2 separate regions of the Pan troglodytes genome follow, and region 2 is linked to region 1. A link is a contact called in public Hi-C data. All regions are on one chromosome and are shown on one strand. Each heading gives the region's core, a stretch centred on a gene start, on an enhancer-like site or on the middle of the called end of the contact. The rest is flanking DNA. Distances are from core to core; before and after follow the strand shown.

Region 1 (6,874 bases), core at 916-3,415:
CAAGAGTATTTAAAGAAAAAGCTAGTTAAGGGAAGCTGGTTACCAAATATCTAGTAGGACTGTTGGATAAAACCATCTAATCCTTCACTCCAACACATCATGATGGAGATTTTACAATAGCAATCTGGAATCCAAAAGCCTTTCTAACCAGGTTAATGTAGCACTTAAGAGTACTTGCTCCAGTTCTTATTTAATCAGTGTTATTTTAGAAGTTACTTTGGATTAATCCTTGATTTGGTGCCTTGGGGAAGACTGGGTGTGGTCTTTGGAACATCCTGTCTATTTAGGCACTGATTATGACTTCCTTGCAGTCTCTGCCTCGCCTGGATTAAGGACTCCAGATACCACTGTTCCTGCTGCAGCTGCTGCTTCCTGTTTTCTAAGTGGTTTTGAGTAGCCGTTAGTTTCTGGGCTTGCTCAATTAGCTGCAGTAATTCCTTCTTGAACTGCTGGTTCTCTCTGTTGATGCCACAGGAGTATTCAAAAATAAACCGCTTTGCTGCCAACTTCAAGGCCTGGGCCTTCATATTAAGCTCTCTTCTTTTTCTCTTTCCCAGTAGCCTCCTGTCTGGCTCGCTCAGTTGTTTCTCCAGTAATCTTTTCTCCTGGAGGAGCTGGGCCTGTACTTCCCGAGTCTTTGAAGCTGTCTCAGCTTGGACTTTATTTGTCTCCTCCTGTAATGTCTGTATTTCTTTCTCCTGCTTTTCCTTTAATATAGCAATGTCCCTCATTGCCTGCAACTTCCGCTTCAAACTGGATTGGATATTTTCCTTTTGCAAGAGCGCTGTTTTAAGCACTGAAATTTGTTCTGCATATCTGGAGGCTGATTCTTGTCTTCTTCGTTCAATCTCTCCACTTTTTTGTAAATAGCTGTTCCATACCTTCTCAGGTTGCTCTGTGTACTCTTCAGTTTTGTTAGTCAGGTATTCCAGAAAGAATCTGTTTTCAGCCTGGACAAGTAACTTTTCTCGGTGTAGCTCCCTGGATTCCTCCAGTAGCTGTTTCCGCTGGGTTTGAGCTTGTTTTATATGCTTGTTCAGATCCGTCATTTCCGCCACTATCTTTTCTTTAAGCCTTGTCTCTACCTTTGTTAGCTTCTCTGGCTTGACAAAATTATTTATTAGACTATGATACGGTGGAAGGAGCCTTCTGGGGCCCTCAGCAAACCTGAAAGAACAAACGAGACATTCCTCTGTCAGTTAATGAAACTTTAGGAAGTAAGTGCACAACTGTCCTTCATTCATACAAGAGAATATTTCTGAGCACCAGAATGTTCCAGACATTATGCAAGGTGTGGGGAATCCAGCTAGTGGTAAAGGATGAGGAATGTAGCTCGTCATTTACAACGTGCATTCACTACAACCCTGGGAGGTATTACCTCAGTTTTAAAAAAGGAGAAAACAGGTTCAGAGAGTTTAAGTGACTTGCCCATGACTCACACCACTAGCAAGTGGCAGAGCCTGGGTATTAAAGCCAGATCTTATGACTTACTGAACACTGTTCGCAGCTACAAAGGGTCACAGAAACAGACTGGTTGGTCAGGAGTAGAAATAATTTTCTAGGCTCTTTCATCATCTTTCCTGAGTTTCTGAGGGACCTTCAGTGACGAGGAAGCTCCCCTCCAGTACCTACTTGCACCTGGAATCCAAGCATTCATCCTGAAGGTCACGGCAACTGTGTAGTTCACTGAGGGTGACTGCCAAGGAATGAGCGCTAGCATCAGGAACCTGCGTCTGCAACTCGCGGCAACAATGTGCAAGTGTGGAAAGCTCCCGTAGTTTATTCTTTCGGTGCTCAAAGGGTCTCGGTGCTGCCCAGCAACCCTGGAGACTGCACCCTGCTCCAGTCCCGGCTGGTCCAGCCCTGAACTGTTTAACCGCCTCGGCTACCGAATAAGCCCGAGCAGCCGGTCCTCCAGTGGCTCCGCTCCCCGTTCTCTGTGGGCTCAAAATGACAGGCATGCTCCTCGTTTCCTTGCTGTGTGAGCCCTGCCCTCGGGACCCCATCTCTTCTGGCCTTCCTCCGGGAGACAAAAGCCCTCCCAGGCTGCAGAGATCAGCGCCCTTTTCCTAGCTCCCTTCAGCCTTCCTCTCGCTTGCTCAGCGCCCCCACTTCCTCGCCACTGTCACTAGTTGACTCACCAGCCCTGCCCGACGCTAAGAAGATGCCCTGGCAACCGCCGCGCCCCTTCACCCGCTCCTTTCTGACGCTGTGGTGGTTTTCGTTCGCAGCCCAGAACATTGCGGAAGTTTCTCTACCCATGCGGTGTCTCTATGGTCGGGTGGGTGGGGCCAGGAGGAAGATGGCGGCGTCCGCAGCTGCCGCTGAGCCCCAGGCTTCTGGGGGTCCGCAGCACCCAGTGTGTCTGTTGGTGTTGGGAATGGCGGGATCCGGGAAAACCACTTTTGTACAGGTGACGTACACAGCATGGGTGTAGTAGGGGAGCGCAAAAGGTTGCCTCCGGCAGGCGGAAGGCCAGGAAGAAAGGGAGGGAGGTCTTCCAGGATTTGGAGGGTACCGGCGCATGGCTTTCGGGGGCTTCCCATCAACTTTAGTTCCTTCCCCGGCAAAGCCTCCTCGGGCCCTAGCCAGGTTAATTAAGGCTCTCTTCTGCGCACCTTCAGGGCATACTCGGTCCAGCTTACCACGTTGTACAGGAATTGTCTTGCTGATAAAATTGCGTTTCTCGGAGGCAAGTTACAAGTAACTTTAAAGATTAATACAGTGCTAGCACACAGGTTTTGGTGAAGATTTGCCAAATATTTCTTGCACGCCTGTCATGTTCCATTCACTGGGGATATAGCGAAAATGAGGTTGACAAGATTCATTCATGGGGCCAAATATTTAATGGAGGAGATAGAGAAAACCCACATACGAAGAATCAAAACAAGTAAACAAGTGACTACGAGTAGGGGAAGCTTTGTTAGATGGGTGATGAAGAAAGGTAGCATTTGAACTGAGAGTTGTATCTTGGAGGTGGACATGGTGGATATTTCAGGTAGAAGAAAATCTAAGTGCAATATTCTTAAGGCATGGGTGTTAAAGGAATGGAAGTTCTCTCTTGTCCCCTCTTTGTCTCCTTCCAACCCTCTCCCCATATCTCTGCAGAGGCTCACAGGACACCTGCATGCCCAAGGCACTCCACCGTATGTGATCAACCTGGATCCAGCAGTACATGAAGTTCCCTTTCCTGCCAATATTGGTGAGTAAACCAGTAACATAACTTGTGTGCAGTGCTTTAAAGAGAATGGAAAAGGCCAGGCGTGGTGGCTCACGGCTGTAATCTCAGCACTTTGGGAGGCCGAGGCAGGTAGATCACGAGGTCAGGATTTCAAGACCAGCCTGGCCAAGATGGTGAAACCCCATTTCTACTAAAAATACAAAAAATTAGCCAGGCACGGTGGCAGGCACCTGTAATTCCAGCTACTCGGGAGGCTGAGGCAGGAGAATTGCTTGAACCCAGGTGGCAGAGGTTGCAGGGAGCCAAGATCGTGCCACTGCACTCCAGCCTGGTCAATAGAGTGAGACTCTGTAAAGCCTCCAGCCTACCAGTCTTCAGTGCCTTCTTTTTTCATGTTTTCTAAACTATCTACTTTCATTTCCTTTGGATTTGCTTGCGTTCCTAAACAGCTTAGGTTTTTTTTTTTTTTTTTTTTTTTTTTTAGACAGAGTCGCTGTCACCCAGGCCAGAGTGCAGTGGCGTGATTCACAGGTCACTGCAGCCTCAACATCCCAGGCTCAAGTGATCCTCCCACCTCAGCCTCCTGCCACTATGCTGGGCTAGTTTTGTTTTGTTTGGAGAGACAAGGCCTCTCTATGTTGCCCAGGCTGGTCTTGAACTCCTGGGCTCAAGTAATCCTCCTGCCTTGGCCTCCCAAAGTGCTGGGATTATAGGTGTGAGCCACTGTGCCCAGCCTAACTCCTTTTAAAAAATCATGTCTGCATTGCCGTTGCGTTGCCTTTGTCAGTAATAGGCAATTAGTAAGAAGCATTTTTTTCCCCCTTGATTTTTGCCTCCCTTTTTCTAGGCATGTTTAAGTTGCATGAAACTTTGCACTTTGTGGAGACAAAACTCTTTGCCACAACTTTAGAGCTCCTAGGCCTAACATTCTTCATGATTTACTTGGCATTTATTCTTTGTAAGGAAGGAAACCAGTGTGAAAGTGGAGGTGGTAGAAGAGAATGCTGACAGGAGAAGGCTAGAAGGCCAGTTTTACTTTCCTGGTGGTAGGGAATGTGTATGTATTACATTCCAGTTAATTCTTTTTTTTTCTCCTCAGATATTCGTGACACTGTAAAGTATAAAGAAGTAATGAAACAGTATCCTTTTCCATCTACTTTGGTCTTGACTCATTCCTGGCTTCTTGTCTGTGTATTTTGTGGCTTAAAAGAGTGTTTTTGCCTTTTCCTTGTGAAATATACAAGCAAAAGGATGGAAGCTGATTGTGGGAGAGGTAGGTGATCAGAAATACTATTTCAGCTTGAGATTTTAGTTTTCTTACCATCTCCCCAGATGGCAGGCTGTTGTAATTAAAGAGCAGAGAGTATGATAGGATAACTGACAGCTACCTGGGTCCCACAAGGTAGTATTTTGCCTTGGAGGATCATCTGTTGGTCACCACCTCTTTAGACTGGGAAACTCAGAAATGAGTGAGTTTAGTTGGATTAACTCTTAGTAAATTGCTGTATGAAATGTGTACTCTCTCCGTAGGCAAGTCTAAGTAGGAAGACTAATCATAATCAGCAGATTGCTTGATTTATTTATGAGGATCAGAGCCGGAGGTGTTATACAGGTGGCTTTAATGACCAATGCCAGTGGGCTGTCACTGCCTGATGCACCTGTATTACATTTTGGTCACTTTGTTTTCTTCATTTTGCCTGACCATTCCTAAAATCAAATGAGTGAGCCAGACCTTGATAATGACTGTTTCCCTGTGTGGTTAAGTTTGTATGGTAGTCAAGGATTAGGTTGCCAGTATCCATTAATGGAACACTAATTTCATAATGCTGTTTGTGTGAATGATAGCCTAGGTATGAACTTTATAATCTAATCTATAAGCGATTTCAGTCCTCAACTTGGTGTCTAGATATGGACTTGGACCCAATGGCGGCATAGTGACCTCACTCAATCTCTTTGCTACCAGATTTGATCAGGTATATCTGTCTTTAGTATATTAATATGGTTGTGTAAAAATCTGTGACTCTTAAATTCCTTAGCTTGATCACATTGGTAAAGAAGAGCAGCAAACGTGAGCATAAATATAGAAAATAAGTAGGCATTTTGTCAGACAGAGAAGTAGACTATGAGAAGGTGATCAGTATGGTCAGACACTTCAAATTTAATATTTGTGACAGCTAATAAAAATCCAAAAGACCTGGGTTATTTTCTTGACCTGTTCTTTGCCTGTGGTATTACCCCGAAGCTGGGATGGGGGTATTTGGGAGTGGGATGGACTAGCAGTCATGGAATGGAAAGATGATGGGGCATTTCACTTGTGATAAATATTTGTCATTCTTTAGGTTTTCTTTGTCACCTACTTCCATAAGAGTGTTTTATAATCACTGGTTTTTATACTCTGATGTTAGGCCATGAGACAGGCTGTTAACATTTTGACAAGAGATACGACTTGACATTGACAGATCAAAGTCTTCAGCTTCTCAGATCCTTGGATTGTGCCCCAAGATGGTATTGGAGTGCTGCTGATGTGGCTGTGTTGCTTTAGTTCAGCCTGTTTATTCTTTCTTGTCCTAAGATTGCAAATGTTCAGTAGGTGATTGAGGGATTCAGTAGGTGATATTGCCTGTGAGGTATGCCACCCTGGAGAGGGCTCTGTGATTTTGTGTTGAAATCGGAATTTGTTGTCATTGACATCTTTTTCTTTTAGGTGATGAAATTTATTGAGAAGGCCCAGAACATGTCCAAGTAAGTGATGTCAGTAACATCCATTTATTACTCTGTAGCTGACATATTTCTAGGCTTCATGGAGGATCTGGGATACCATCAGCCTCTGAAAGAATATAGATTGAGATGAAACCATTAGGAGTGAAAAAAAAATTGGCAAATCATTAAGATGCTTTAGAATATAGAGCTAAATTTAATATCATTTCATCCTCAATTACTTTGATCCCCAATTTACATGGCTTCTTAGGAGCTCTTTTGAGACTTTGTCCCAATTCAGTTGTCCACCTGCCTTCTCTTGGGAAACCATGCTTGTTGTCATTAAAGTATCTGAAATACCTTTCTAATTCTTATTTAAATGAATATAGTCTACATGGTTCAGAGAAAATTTTTTAATTTACAGAGTGTCAAAATAGGAAATATTTGTTCTTATGGCCATTACCCAGTTAGCTGTTGTTCAAGGTTTACTTTTTTTAAAAAAGATAATTTATTGTTTTATAAAAATTCAAACCATGCATGATATTTATAAGATGAAACCATCACCCTGATTCCCACTAGAAGTAACATCATCATTCAGCGACTAGCATTCCACATTTCTATATACACAGATAGAAGGATGAATGGATAAAAGTGCTTTTACAAAAATGGGGTACTAGAGGTAGCTTTTGTTTTGTTTTGAGACAGGGTCTTGCTCTGTCGCCTAGGCTGGAGTACAGTGTAGTGATCTCAGCTCACTGTAACTTCCACCTCCCTGGCTCAGGTGATCCTCCCACCTCAGCCTCCCAAGTAGCTGGGACTACAGGTGTGAGCCACCACACCTGGCTAATTTTTGTATTTTTGTATTTTTGGGATGGAGTCTCGCTCTATTGCCTAGGCTGGAGTGCAGTGGTGTGATCTTGGCTCACTGCAATCTTTGCATCCCGAGTTCAAGCGATCCTCCTGCCTCAGCCTCCTGAGTAGCTGGGATTACAGGTG
Region 2 (6,408 bases), core at 2,594-5,093, 240 kb before region 1:
CCTGGGCTGGCTGCACAGAGGATTGCCCCTTCTCTTTTCAGAGCTGGCCCTCGATGCCAAATTAGCATTTAGTATTTTGCACAAAGTCTAAGGGACCATGGCTGCCTGCCTTGGGGAGGAACCATAGCTCCCTCTGGGCCGCTTCTGGCTTCTTGGAGCCATGGGCCAAAGGCCAAGGGGATGGGCAGACGTCTGTGTTTGGTCTGGCCCAGTTCCCCATCATTAAACTCAGCCTGACTGCTGCCTACCTCTGGTTCCCTCTCACTGCCCCTGCTTCCCCCATCACAGCATGGACTACTATGCTAAGGGTAAGGCCAAATTGCCTGCCATTGCCAATTCAGCATAGACATGGCTTTGTTAGTGTTTCCTTTATTATAAAGCACTGAAATAAGTTAAATAAACAGGTGGGAGGCTGGGCAGTCCCCCAGCCGGTTTGTCCACAGCCCCTGGGGGCAGTGGAGGTGAATACAGGGCCCTTCTCACTGAGCTCGTGAAGTGCCTCAGTCAAGGCAAGGCCCCCTGGTCCATATGGGCCCCCCCGCCCATGGGGTTGGGCTGGTCCTTATAGTGCCTACGTTAGTCTGTGTGGAGCCCCTGGCCAGCGGGGGAGAAAAAGGTGGCTTCTGGTCCGTCTGTATAAAACATGGGGAAGAAGGACCTAGTTCAGGATGAGTCTGTATGGACAGCCCGGCTGCCAGCAGTCCCCAGGGCTGGTGGGCCCCGAGAGCTCAAAACAGAGGGTGGGCTATGAGGTGGGGCCCAGCCCTCAGAGGCAGAGAGACCAGGCCCTCCTGCCCCACCGTGGCCATGCACCTTCTGGTGGCGCTTGTAGTTGTCCCAGTGGCCCGTGGTATAGGCGCAGGTGGCACAGCGGAAGGGCTTCTCGCCTGTGTGCCGCAGCATGTGACGTTTGAGGTTCATGCTCTGGTTGCAGCTGTAGTTGCAAAGGCTACACCGAAAAGGTTTGTCACCAGAGTGGATGCGACCATGACGCTTGAGGTTGGCCAGATTGCCACAGGCATAAGGGCAGAGGGGGCACTTGTAGGGCTTCTCTCCTGTATGGACGCGCTGGTGCCGTTTCAGGTTATCCAGATGAGCAGAGGCATAAGGACAGCGGGCGCAGCGGAAGGGCTTCTCACCACTGTGTGTCTTCATGTGCCGGGCCAGGTGGTTGGGATAGTGAGTGGCAAAGGGGCAGAGGCTACAGGCAAAGCCTTTGTCACTGGGGCCCTGGGGCCCCCCACTGGCACCCCCTCCAGCCTCTCCTCGCATGCAGCGCCCACACATGGCAGATCCCAGCCGACTACCCTCACCCTCCTCCAGCTCTTGTCCACAGCCCCGGCAGGTCCAAGGGAATAGCAGCTCTGGCAGTGGTTCTGATCCAGTCCCGCAGAGGCCCTCCCCTTCACCCCGCAGCTGCCCACAGTCTGGCAGGAAACTGGCACCACCTGGTGGCACATGGAGGCTCAAATCTGGAAGGAGCAGAGCATCTGTGGGGACAAAGACCTGGGCTATGAATCCAATCCAAGCATTCCTAGGGCCAGCCACCCATGTCCCAAGATCTTTGGTCCCTGGTGTGTCTTACCTTCAGGTCGCCGGGGCACCGCCCCCTCCTGCTCTGTGGGACTGGGAGGCCGGGCTGGTCGTGGAGCACAGCAGCGGAAGCCACAGGTCGGGCAGGGAGGAGTGGGGGGCCCTGCGTGGGTACGCTGATGCCGCCTCAGGTTGCCCAGGCTGCTGCAGGCAAAGGGGCAGTGGGGACAGCGGTAGGGCTTCTCGCCAGTGTGGGTGCGGGTATGTCGTGTCAGGTTGACGAGCTGGGCTGAGGCGTAGGGGCAGCGGCCACAGCGGAACGGCTTCTCTCCGCTGTGTGTCTGCATGTGCCGCTTCAGGTGGCTCGAGTAGTGGGACACGAAGGTGCAGAGGCGGCATGAGTACAGTAGCCGTGGGGGCAGCAGGGGCCCCCCACCCGGCCCTCCTGCCCCACAACACGGCCCCTCACCTGTCGGCCCCCCACACAGCTGGCAGGCTGGGCCTGGCCTCTCACCCCTGGCCTCCCCTGGACCCCTGGCTGGCTCCTCAACTTCACTCTCCGCACTTAGCGCCCGGCCGCCCCCAGACTCATCGTCGCTCAGCCCATAGGGAAGCCCAGGCCTGGCCCCCAGAGAGTCTCCTGGTGAAATAGACATAAAAAGAGACATCAGCATAGGGTAGGATCAGGCTCCAAACTCTCCCCTTTTCACTTATGGTCTCCCCACTTGCTTGGCTCCACCCTTAGCTTTGATGATCCCTTTAGTTCCCTCCTAGGAATCAAGGTCTCCCCTGCAGTAATTCCAGAAAATTCAACATGAATTGTCTACCTCTTACACTGGACTAATCTAGTGATGGTAGAATTGACCTGTATCTAGTTTCACTCAATGGTCAAGGATCAAGGGCTCACAGTGGATCACAGACTGAAATGAATCCATAATGAAATTAATTCTTGAGACAAGAAAGTAAAAATACGAAAGGGAGAGAGCCCCCAAGACCTTTTTCTAAGCTCTATTGCTAAGGCCCCTTTTAGTAAGGAGCTGATATAAGATAAAACCTATCTCTGAGGCAAAATTTGGAGGGAAGTGGAGACAATGGAAGTAATGCATGTAATACCACTTGCCTGCCTAAAGAACAGATTGATATTTACATGGATCCCCTCAATGACTTTCAAAAAACATCTTGCATAAGTGGATGGGTAGTGCAGCAAATTAGGGTAGGGTGATGCTAAGATCACAGGGAAGAGGGACATGGAAGGATAAAGACAGAAACTAAAACCTCTCAATACAAAAGGAGCTTACGCTGCAGGTGAAAGGGAGTTAGATTAGACCTAAATACTGGGTTGAATGATTCACAGAGAGTTTGCTTCCCTGAACCTCTCTTAAAAGTAAATACACATAAGGAATGGGCTAGGGAGAGGGACAGGGCATTTACTTTTAATCAGTTGCTCCATGTGATTCACCCACCCTCCTATTCCTATCACCTTTGACCAGGCCTCAGAACTTCACCTCAACAAAGTGATGGAAGTGATTGGACCATTAAACAAATGAAGTCATCTAGCTCAAATGTAAACTAAACCAGCCCTCGGTTGTGGCAGGAAATGGTGTTCTGTTCACCTAACCTGCCTCCTGAAGGGCTGGGGTCTCCAGCGGCCGCTAATCCTTAACCAAGACCCGAAAACCCACCTTCCGAGTCTCTCTCGAAGCCCATGAGCTGGTCACTGTTGCCGTCGCCTTCCTCCTCTTCCTCTTCCTCCTCAAACTCCAGATCCTGGCCTAGTAGCAAATCACTCTCCAATACCAGGGCCCCGGGTCCTTCGTCGAGGGAGTCTTCAGTATCCACTGAAGAGGGGAGGGGGCTTGTGGATTCTCCCTCAGGGACCAGCCCTCGTGGACCACACTTCCCGTACTCGCTGACCCACTCTGATTCCCTTAGTGCCTCGGTGGGAAGCTAGGAGTCTGGATCGCCCACTTCATCCCTCAGGAGTCTCCCTCCACCCTGACCTGAGCCCACTCCACTGACCCCACCCCCGCTCCTCTCCCCTCAAGGCCCCTGACCCCTGACCTTTGACCCCCTCGCATTTCACGGGCTGCGGGTGGCTTTGCTTCCTTCGGGGCATCGTGACCGGCTCCAGCCCGACGCGCCTCCGGCCTGCGGCCGCCCGACCCCGCCCCTCCTATCTCGGCCCGCCCGTCTGCCCTTCCTCTCAGGGCCCGCGGGCCGCCCCCATGCAGCGGCGCGGGCCCTGGGCAGCCCCCGGCCCTGGCCCCGGCGCCCAGCTCAGGCCGCTCCCGCCGCCGCCGCCGCTTCCATTCATGGAGCCCCCTACCCCCCTACGGAGACCAGCTGGTACCTCCGTACTCGCTTCCGCTTCCGCCGCCGCAGAGACGCACGGGACGCGTAGTCCGTGGGAAGCGGCCGCGGCGGGAGCCTCAATGGCGTGACCGGGAAGTGATTTTGACGAGGCGGGGAGCAAGCCAATCAGTGGCCGGGGGGAGCCGGCCAGGGAGCAGCGCAGGAGGCGTCCTGCCCGACTCCAGGCTTCAGGCTTCAGGCCAGCCAGACCGGTTCCGACCTGTCCCTGGGGGAACTAGATCATTTCTGGCTGCAGGAGGGGGCGAGGGGCAGCCGCGACGCCCGCCAGGCCGGCCTGCCAGCAGCTCGCTCTGGGCTCCCCTATACACGCGCAGGGCACACACGAGCACACGCACACACTCACATGGGGGCTCGCCAGATGCTACAGATGGGGCCAAGTCGGGGGCCACGGCAGCAGAAAAAAAACGACACGATGCGTACGATTAGGTTTTGGCCTTTAGTCTGAAAAAGTGTTGATTGAAAGTGTACAACAGAGAGCGGGTGCAAGCGGCCGAGGGCCATGGAGCCGCCAATAAAAAAGAATGTCCTTAAATAAAGTGTTCACAGAGTAAAAACCAGAACCGCCAGTCCTTCCCTCCAACACAACAGAGCACAGGCACAGAACCGGTGATGAGCCCGAGGAGCAGAGGCGGCTGGGGAGGACAGCAGAGGCTCCCGGCTGCAGTGTGGAGGGAGAGCCCTCTTTGGAATGGGCGGAGTGAAGCCACCCAGCTCCCCCTGCACACCTCATACCCACTGCTAAGGCTAAAGGAAAAAGACAAAACTCAGTCTCAGGTCCGGAGGGCTCAGAAAACAGTCTAGGTGGGCAGGGGTCTGGATGACTGCTAGTCCCGCTTGGCCTTCTTCTTCTTGTCGCTGTTGCCATTTTCTTCAGCCCCCTCAGTAGAGAGCACCTCCTCTAGTTTTCGCTTGCCACTCTCTGGCTGGAGCTCTGCTGTGTTTCGGGGCTTGAAGCAAATGATGATGCAGGTCATGTTGTCACACCCTGTACCATCCCCAGAAGTGTCTGGTGCCAGGCACTGATCCAGCAGCTAAGAAAGGGATGGGGGTAGCTCAGCCACAGGGTTTGAACACCTTGCCAGGAATCTACAGTCCCAAAAGAGGGCTGGCTTGCTGAGTCAGGGTGGTAGGAGAGGAATGGGCAAGAGGTATCACAAAACGGCCCACCTGCTAGTCCATAAGGCATAAGGCTAAGTCAGGGAAATGACAGAAGGTGGAACTTTGGAGTCGGGGTTTAGCGTCTGTCAGCAATTAATGATAATGCTCCCAGATTGCCGACTTAGCTCAGATGAAAAGAGTGAACCCTGGCTGTGCAGACCAGACACCCTCTCTTCTCCACCCTGGTACTCACCTCTTCCACAATGGATGACAATAACCGAAGCTCCCCATTTTCATCACGCTGGCTGATCTTTGATTGAATGAAATCTACAACTTCCTGGCTGCTCATCACATTCCTGGGGTCGAGAACAACAGTCAGAATCTTCCAGTCTCACTAAGGCAGAGTAGAGGAGTATGGACAGAGGTGGTGGCCCAGGCCAGTGTAAATAACTACAGAAATTCTCAGCTCTGCCTTAGTCTGGGTGCTCTTCACCCACCAAGAGGTCTAGATCTGCCTAGGCTCTAATCCTAGAGGTGCCCTGAGCCCTATAAGAGAAGACATGCTGCAGAAAGGGGAGTTTAGGGCATTCTGCCAGTGCTCACCAGATGCCATCACAGGCAATGACCATGAATTCATGGTCGTCAGTGAGAGTCAGCACCTTGATGTCAGGAAGGGCTGAAATCATCTGTTCCTCAGGTGGCAGGTTCTTGTTTCTCTTATAGAAGTGGTCCCCTGGAGTAAAGGAATGGTTGATGAGCAGTTTGGATACTTCCCACAGACTTGTGTTTGTGGCAGGTCAAACCTTGCCATTCATTTCCCTTCTTTACTAAGTTCCATAATCTAGTGGAATGGGGAACTGAGTCCTAAGTCCTAGTTTTTCTAGTTTCAACCCTGCCACCAGACTGCTGAACCTTAAGAAAGTCACTCACTGGTCTTTTTATTTTAAATCTTTTTTTTTTTTTTTTTTTTTTGAGACGGAGTTTCGCTCTTGTAGCCCAGGCTGGAGTGTAATGGCACGATCTCGGCTCACTACAACCTCCGCCTCCCGGATTCAAGCGCTTCTCCTGCCTCAGCCTCCTGAGTAGCTGGGATTACAGGCTTGCGCAACCATGCCCAGCTAATTTTTGTATTTTTTTTTTTTTTTAGTAGAGATGGGGTTTCACCATGTTGGCCAGGCTGGCCTCGAACTCCTGACCTCAGGCGATCCACCCGCCTCAGCCTCCCAAAGTGCTGGGATTACAGGCGTGAGCCTCCACGCCCGGCACTCACAGGTCTTTTTCATCATTCAAATGTTACATAAGATGGGTATAATGATACCTCTACCCATCTTAGTTATTTCACAGGAATATAAGAACAGAGGTAGTAGATATTAAAGTGCTTTGAAAGGCACAAGCACTAGGAAG

The links. Hi-C and Micro-C count contacts between places; a contact is called where the count stands out from the background.
Region 2: a contact with region 1 is called in a Hi-C map of stem cell-derived neural progenitor cells, with 2.3 times the contacts expected there. The contact joins the promoter of ZNF513 here to the promoter of GPN1 in region 1. A contact is called at or near these places in 1 of 7 Hi-C or Micro-C datasets (stem cell-derived neural progenitor cells) and 1 of 1 datasets of contacts at active chromatin or transcription factors (stem cell-derived excitatory neurons).

The regions. Positions count from the first base shown.
Region 1 is chr12:95,226,472-95,233,345 of NHGRI_mPanTro3-v2.0_pri, reverse strand. It overlaps GPN1 (GPN-loop GTPase 1), which reads left to right and starts at 2,165. Exons shown (of 14, transcript XM_525723.8): 1 at 2,165-2,413; 2 at 3,109-3,202; 3 at 4,281-4,320; 4 at 5,088-5,154; 5 at 5,886-5,923. The coding sequence starts at 2,165. CCDC121 (coiled-coil domain containing 121) reads right to left here and starts at 2,326. Exons shown (of 2, transcript XM_009442208.4): 1 at 1,633-2,326; 2 at 1-1,167. The coding sequence starts at 2,006. The coding sequence ends at 213.
Region 2 is chr12:95,471,020-95,477,427 of NHGRI_mPanTro3-v2.0_pri, reverse strand. It overlaps ZNF513 (zinc finger protein 513), which reads right to left and starts at 3,843. Exons shown (of 4, transcript NM_001280181.2): 1 at 3,595-3,843; 2 at 3,216-3,371; 3 at 1,586-2,173; 4 at 354-1,490. The coding sequence starts at 3,649. The coding sequence ends at 664. PPM1G (protein phosphatase, Mg2+/Mn2+ dependent 1G) reads right to left here. Exons shown (of 10, transcript NM_001246455.1): 8 at 5,608-5,737; 9 at 5,258-5,360; 10 at 4,329-4,937. The coding sequence ends at 4,731. SNX17 (sorting nexin 17) reads left to right here. Exons shown (of 15, transcript XM_515357.8): 15 at 1-247.